Linked DNA regions of Hordeum vulgare: region 1 is linked to region 2. The links are chromatin contacts, called in public Hi-C maps. All regions are on one chromosome and are shown on one strand. The core of a region is the stretch at or near the end of the contact, and the rest is flanking DNA. Distances in the headings are between cores, read along the strand shown. Region 1 holds the start of LOC123399503 (calmodulin-binding receptor-like cytoplasmic kinase 3). Region 2 holds the start of LOC123395728 (protein IQ-DOMAIN 12-like).

Region 1 (3,158 bases), core at 395-2,894, 440 kb before region 2:
GCATTCCCACAGAACTAAACGTCTACAGCAAAACTAAAGAATAATAGTAGGATGCATGAATGCTAGTGTTACACGAAGTACCAACAACAGCTTCCATCAGTACAATTCATGTCTTGTAAACAGAATCATTCAGTACAATGCATGTGTTTGGTATTGTAGTGCATTATGATAATTGATAATCCTATTTGTCTTAACCAGCTTTTGCCGATTTTATCATTTGTATAATCTGTTCTTTTCCTATTGCTGTGCCGATCTTTTCATGTTTGATCATAAAATTATAATATAGGTTCAGCACAGCACAATCCAGCAACCGCAATCAGGCATTTTAAGCCAAATACTTGATTGTCATTTTGTTCATTTTCAGTAGTCACTTTGTTCATTACTACATCGGTGCATGCTAGCAAATGGCCAAAGTTCCATAGATAATTGCCAATGACTAGTCTGAGAAAAATAACAAAAGAAGATATACTGCCGTACTTATTATTATAATAAAGGGCCCCTATTGTAAATTCACTATAGGATAGCATTTGCAACTAAAGGTAATCCTCAACCAACCGAATCATATTTTCAACTGACATCACCATGAGCGCAATTCAAGCTCTAATACAAGCATAAACGTATGGAACGAACTGCAGACACAACTGAAGCTAGAAACCTAGAAGCGACTCACCATAGCTAGATTGACTCCCATCATCGCTGCAGTAGCGCATCCACGCACCCCTCCAGGATTGCGACCGCTCATCGCAGCTGAGGCAACCACTCCCAAAGTAGGACCGGAGCCTGTCGCAGCCTTGAGCACGGTCCTTCACCAAAACCCCATTGATGGACAGGTTTTGACGGCCGTCAGAGGTCTCCAAGATGGAAACTTGCTCATCCCCACAGGTCCATGGAAGGGTTGGCTCGGACCCGGAAACCAAAGCCAGAGACGAGCACAAAAGGAAGAGCAGAGCGAGGAGAAGAGCCAGAGGAGACATGGAGACAGCAAACTGGACCGTGAAATTCACAAGTATCTCATCCCCGAGACGAGCATATGCTACTTAAAAATGGGGATACAAGAGTGGCCGCAGCGAAGTTTGCATCCCCTTTCTCCTCCAACTCAACGAGGACGATTGTTTTGCCTCCAAGAAGACGAAATGAAGTCAAATCAAATCAAGGAAGTGAATCGGGCTATTCCGCGGCGGATGAACTAGACGCCAAGAGCGAGAGAGAGAGAGTAGAAAATCTTGACCGATTGGAGCGAGCGACCCAGCACAAAAACAACAAGACAAGCAAATCTAATCTGGGCTGAGCAGGAAGCAGAACGCCGACTAATCTGGCCACTTTGCTACTCGAGGATCGGAGCTGTGGGGATCAATCGATAGAGCGAATGGGTGGTGCTCAGATCGGGAGAAAGGAAGGGGAGAAGAAAAGTGAGGAGCAGTTGGGGGACGGATGGAAAAGAAGAAAGGAGATATCTTTGCAGCTGAGCTGAAGTGAAGCCTGCCCGAAGAAGGTGGGAAGAGTTGGAGGGTCAAGGCAGAGACCGGAGAGGCGGGGTGGGGTGGGAACCGGCGGCGCCGGTAACTTCCGGGTGGCAACTGCGGACCGGGGTGCGAAACTTCTAGCAGGTGGCAGCGTCACTGGCTGCTGCCAGATGGGACAGGTTGCTCAGCTTTCTCTTTCTAGACTAGCTATAAATGCCCGTGCAGGGATAGAAAAAAAACTACTCCCTCCCTTCTTAAATACTCCTATAAGACTGGCCATAGTGGGGGTATCATGCCCGGATAGAGAAATAGACTACCTAAGGCCTCGTTTGGTTAAGGAGGTTTTGAAAGGGAGGGATTTCAGAGGATTGGGTGAATCTCTTTGTTCCACCCAATCCTCTCAAATCCCCAGGATTTTGCTTCCACTAGTACCCCAAAAAGGGTTTTGAAACACATGGATAGGAAGAGACTGAAGGGGAACGGAGGGGATTGGGCTAAGCAAACCCCTCTTACCAAATGAGCGTCCGAGGATCTGTGAGGTTTCTGGCCCTCCCGGGGATTTTCCTCTCAAAACCTCCCCAATCCCCCTTAACCAGACGAGGCCTAAGGCCTTTTTTGACAGGAAGGGGTTGGGGAGGATTGTGGAGGGGGAGGTTTCAGAGGATTGGGTGAATCCCTTCCTTTCACCCAATCCTGTCAAACCCCCTCAATTGTCAAATCCCCGAGCCATGAGATAAGGTTTCTGAACCGCATGGGTAGGAAGAAATCGAGGAGATTAGAGAGGATTGAAGGGGTTTGCTCACCACAAACCCTGTCCACCAAATGGACATGCGGGAAATTGCAGAGTTTCTGATCCCCTCGGGGATAATCCCCTACAAACCTTCTCAAACCCTGCGCACCAAACAAGGCCTAAGGAGGTGTTTGGCAACACAAAGGGTCACGGTAACGGTAACGTAATCAGATCACAGTGTTTAAGGAGGTGTAATGAGATTTTTTTAAGTTTGTTTGTTTCCCGTTCAGGTAGAGGAATTGCTTACCATCGCTCTGTTCTTGCTCGTCCCTACTGCTTACCAGCCACCATCGTCCCCGTAGATGGCTCTGCTCTTGCTCGCCCCGGACCGAGCCGACCAAGATCTCAAACACCGCCAACCGTTCCCAAATCCAGCCCCCAACCGCTGGATCTTGTGCCACACCGGCCATCTTGACCATGTGCGCTGGCGACCGCCACCGATCTCAAGCGCCGCAGCCTTCCTGGTCATAAGCGGCGCCGGCTGTCTTGATCTCCACAAGGAACTCGTTCAGTTCGTCAGGGAGCCATGGATGTCGGCGAAGGTAGTTGTTGCAAGGGAGGCGGAGGGGGGCTCGAAGGGGTTTGGGAGGCATTGACGTCGGACTCGAAGGGGATTTTGGAGGCGGCGACGGACGAGGCAAAGGGGGCTGTGCGGGAGGAGAGGGCTCGTGGGGCAGGAGGATGGCTTGGGCTTGGTACCGTGACCTTACCGGTGGGGCTTGGGCGGTATCAAGCGATGACTGGGCCGGACCTGTTTACAGAGGGATGTGTTTACGATGTCGAGTTAACAAATGCTAGTAACGTTTCCCTTTTACGACATAAACAGTTGACGGGCGAAAATCTCTGAAACAAACACCTAATAAATCCCTACTCCTAAACGGAGATTTGGTACTCGTTCGTCTCGT
Region 2 (3,095 bases), core at 149-2,648:
GCAAAGAGGCCCGGCGGGTCGAGTTGCTGGAGCACGAGGCTGAAGCCGAGTAGGAGGAGCGTCGTGCTGCCCAACGAGTGCCGGTGCAACCACCGACGGACGACGTCGTCGCCGCCTAGGAGATGGTCTTCCCCTAGGCTGGCCCGACGCCGACGCTCGTCGACCTCACTGGCCTCGACGACGATGATGACGGCGCCTAGGGCAGCGCGACTCCTCATTTTTAGTTTATTAAATTTTATGTTTTAAATGTAATGTGAACTATCGTTGGCCTTTCAGGCCAGCTTAAATGTTTAATTGGTGGTTTTATGTTTTCCCAAAATGTTATTTTTTGTCCCCCCTAAAAATGGGGCGTCGGACGCATTGGGCGCAAGTGCCGGCCAATTGCACAAGCGGGCACGGATGTCCGCCGGGCCTATTCAAACAAACAAAATGCGGATAAAAGCGTCGTTTGTTTGGGTCAGCGCGTCGAGTTGCTCTTAGAGCAACTCTAGCAGGCCCGCATATAAGCGGAAGCGGTTGGTGGGAGGAACATTTCAGCCCGCGCGTGGTGTGAAAAAGCACATTCCATGAATATGTTTTTTTACCGATCCGTTATGCAGGGTCTGCATCCGCGGCCGTGTCGCCAGCCCGCAAAGACATTTTTTCACGAACTGCAAACGACGGATGCGGGGTCTGCTAGAGTTGCTCTTACTGCCTTAAATATATTTGTGTGTAGAACTTCGTCTTGATTGGTTTTTTAGTGTTACGAACATATGTCCTTTTGTCCTAATTAAGTATTCTCTTTCGGTTCCAGAATGAATAAAATCAGCATACCCTATGTTTCTTGATCAGATCAGCGATCGATGAAGTGAAGCGCCCACAAACAGACTTTGATCCATGCCTTTACAGCCGTGCAATTGTAAAGGCGGGCTTTCCCTTTTTCTCCTGCGTCCTTCCACCCCATTGTTTATTTGTCAAGTTGGCACCCACCGGATTGTTTGTACCAAAAAGACCGATGCAAAACGCATTAAGAGTGACGGCTCCAGTTTGTGCAAAATAGCACTGATTTTTATGATATAGTACCTGACATCAGTTTTCACACCCTGCTAGTTCTGAAAGGGCTCGTTGCAAATGGGCCATCCTATTCCTATTCCTATATAAACAGTGGACTCGGAGAGAAACCGTGTGTGTCCCAAGTTCTTACACATCATGTGGGGTTCTGGTTCGCTCAGACAGTGAGCAAGACGGCCAATTGCTGGCTCCCCACTGGAATTTGGTTCCCACATGTGGCAAGCACGAATCTGATCTGCCTACATCAGGCCACCCCTCTCTGCCATCAGCTCCACAAGAAGCTGCTGAGAGACTGAGGCGTTCTTGGATCCCCTACAAGGTACTTCGAATTCACTTTCCTTTCCCTCTCCATCTACATCTCTCTCTGCTCACCCCCCCTGTTCCTTCCTCCGTATATTGGTTGCATTTCTCTCCCAGTGCTCCAGATGCTCTCTTCGGTTCAGAATCAGACGCAATGGGAGCAGGTCTCTATCATTGTTTGCTTGTGCTGCGAGTGCGACCTGTCTTCCAGTTTGTTGCATCGAAATCCTGTTTCCGAAAATGATTCCCAGGAGAAAGCACAAGCCACGGGCTAGCCCAAATCCAACGCTCTATATTTCTTCCTCCTCGTGCTCTTTCTTGATTTGCACATGGACAGTGACTTGCGTTGCCAGCAAAGAGCCATCCTGCTAGGCCTTTTGCCAACATCTCCGTAGATCGTACGACTGTGACATACGATCTACCGCCAATCCTCGCGCCTTTTATACGTTTCTGCTGAATGGTGGTTTGTTTCTCCCTTGTTCCAGACATACCAGAGCAGGTAGACAGAAGAATGGAGAGGAAGAAGAAGGGGTGGTTCGAGCGCATCAAGAGGCTCTTCATCTCCGAGCCCAAGCAGAAACCCAAGCCAGACAAGGTATCGTCCCAATCTTGTTTCTTACAACTCGGGAAAATTCAGGTAAAAGTACAGGTGATTCCACGGTACAAGATTTTCCGTTCATTTTTCAGAAGGTGAAGAGCAAGAGATGGCTGGTGGGGAAGCTCAAGACCCAGCACTCGTTTGCCCTGCCAGCTCCGGAGCCGGAGCCGGAGCCGGCGACGGATCAGATTCAGATAAGGCAGGCGGAGGAAGAGCAGAGCAAGCACGCGGTGGCGGTCGCGCTCGCCACAGCGGCGGCCGCAGAGGCGGCCGTCGCGGCCGCCCACGCGGCCGCGGAGGTGGTCCGCCTCACAGGGCCGCCCTCGCCGGCGCCGACGCGTGAGCGTGACCCCACGTATTCCGGCCACGAACTGTTCGCCGCCGTCGCGATCCAGTCAGCGTACCGTGGATACCTCGTAAGTAGCAAGCATTCTGGTTGGGCAAGGAAATTAAAGCTGGCTCTGTCTTGTAGTAACGGTGTGTGGGCGCAGGCGCGGAGGGCACTGCGCGCGCTCAAGGGCCTGGTGAGGCTGCAGGCGGTGATCCGCGGGCAGGCGGTGCGGCGGCAGACGGCGGCGACGCTGCGGGGCCTCGAGTCGCTGGTGAAGATCCAGGCCCGGCAGCGGGCCAGGGCCGACGTCGAGCACGAGCACGAGCACGGCGGCGACGGCATGGACGCCCTGCTGAGGAGAGGCCGGGAGCTGTACGCGGCCGCGCTGCAGGTAAGTTTCACTGGTCATTTTTTTTTCTCGAGAAAACAAAGAAATGTTTCACTGGTCGTCACTCTGCTGCGGCGCGTGGTGGATGATCGATCGTCGGCCGGTGTGGATGGATCCGGCGGCGAACGTGCGAATGATTTGCGACGCACATGCATGCATGCGGCTGCTGCTGGATCTGCATGTGATGTGGGTTAAAGTTGGCAGCAGTCACGTCGTCGATGTGTCTCCTTCCTTGCTGCTGCCGCAGCTTTGACATCCTCCTCCTCCTCCCCCTGATGTGGATGTGGACCACTAGTGACTAGTTCTAGGAGTGGTACGTACACGCATGCATGCATGCATACGCATGTGGGCGATGTTGGTGTTCATGTGATGTGCCTGTCGAGTCGAATGTGCGCTGCCAGCCCACATTATTCGCTTGCGTTCCGCAA

The links. Hi-C and Micro-C count contacts between places; a contact is called where the count stands out from the background.
Region 1: a contact with region 2 is called in a Hi-C map of seedling, with 4 times the contacts expected there. The contact joins the promoter of LOC123399503 here to the promoter of LOC123395728 in region 2. A contact is called at or near these places in 3 of 6 Hi-C or Micro-C datasets (leaf and seedling) and 1 of 1 datasets of contacts at active chromatin or transcription factors (embryo).

What each region holds. Positions count from the first base shown.
Region 1 is chr5H:353,790,357-353,793,514 of MorexV3_pseudomolecules_assembly, reverse strand. It overlaps LOC123399503 (calmodulin-binding receptor-like cytoplasmic kinase 3), which reads right to left and starts at 1,644. Exons shown (of 7, transcript XM_045093908.1): 1 at 671-1,644. The coding sequence starts at 974.
Region 2 is chr5H:353,351,675-353,354,769 of MorexV3_pseudomolecules_assembly, reverse strand. LOC123395728 (protein IQ-DOMAIN 12-like) reads left to right here and starts at 1,398. Exons shown (of 6, transcript XM_045090755.1): 1 at 1,398-1,514; 2 at 1,836-1,945; 3 at 2,038-2,364; 4 at 2,440-2,670. The coding sequence starts at 1,505.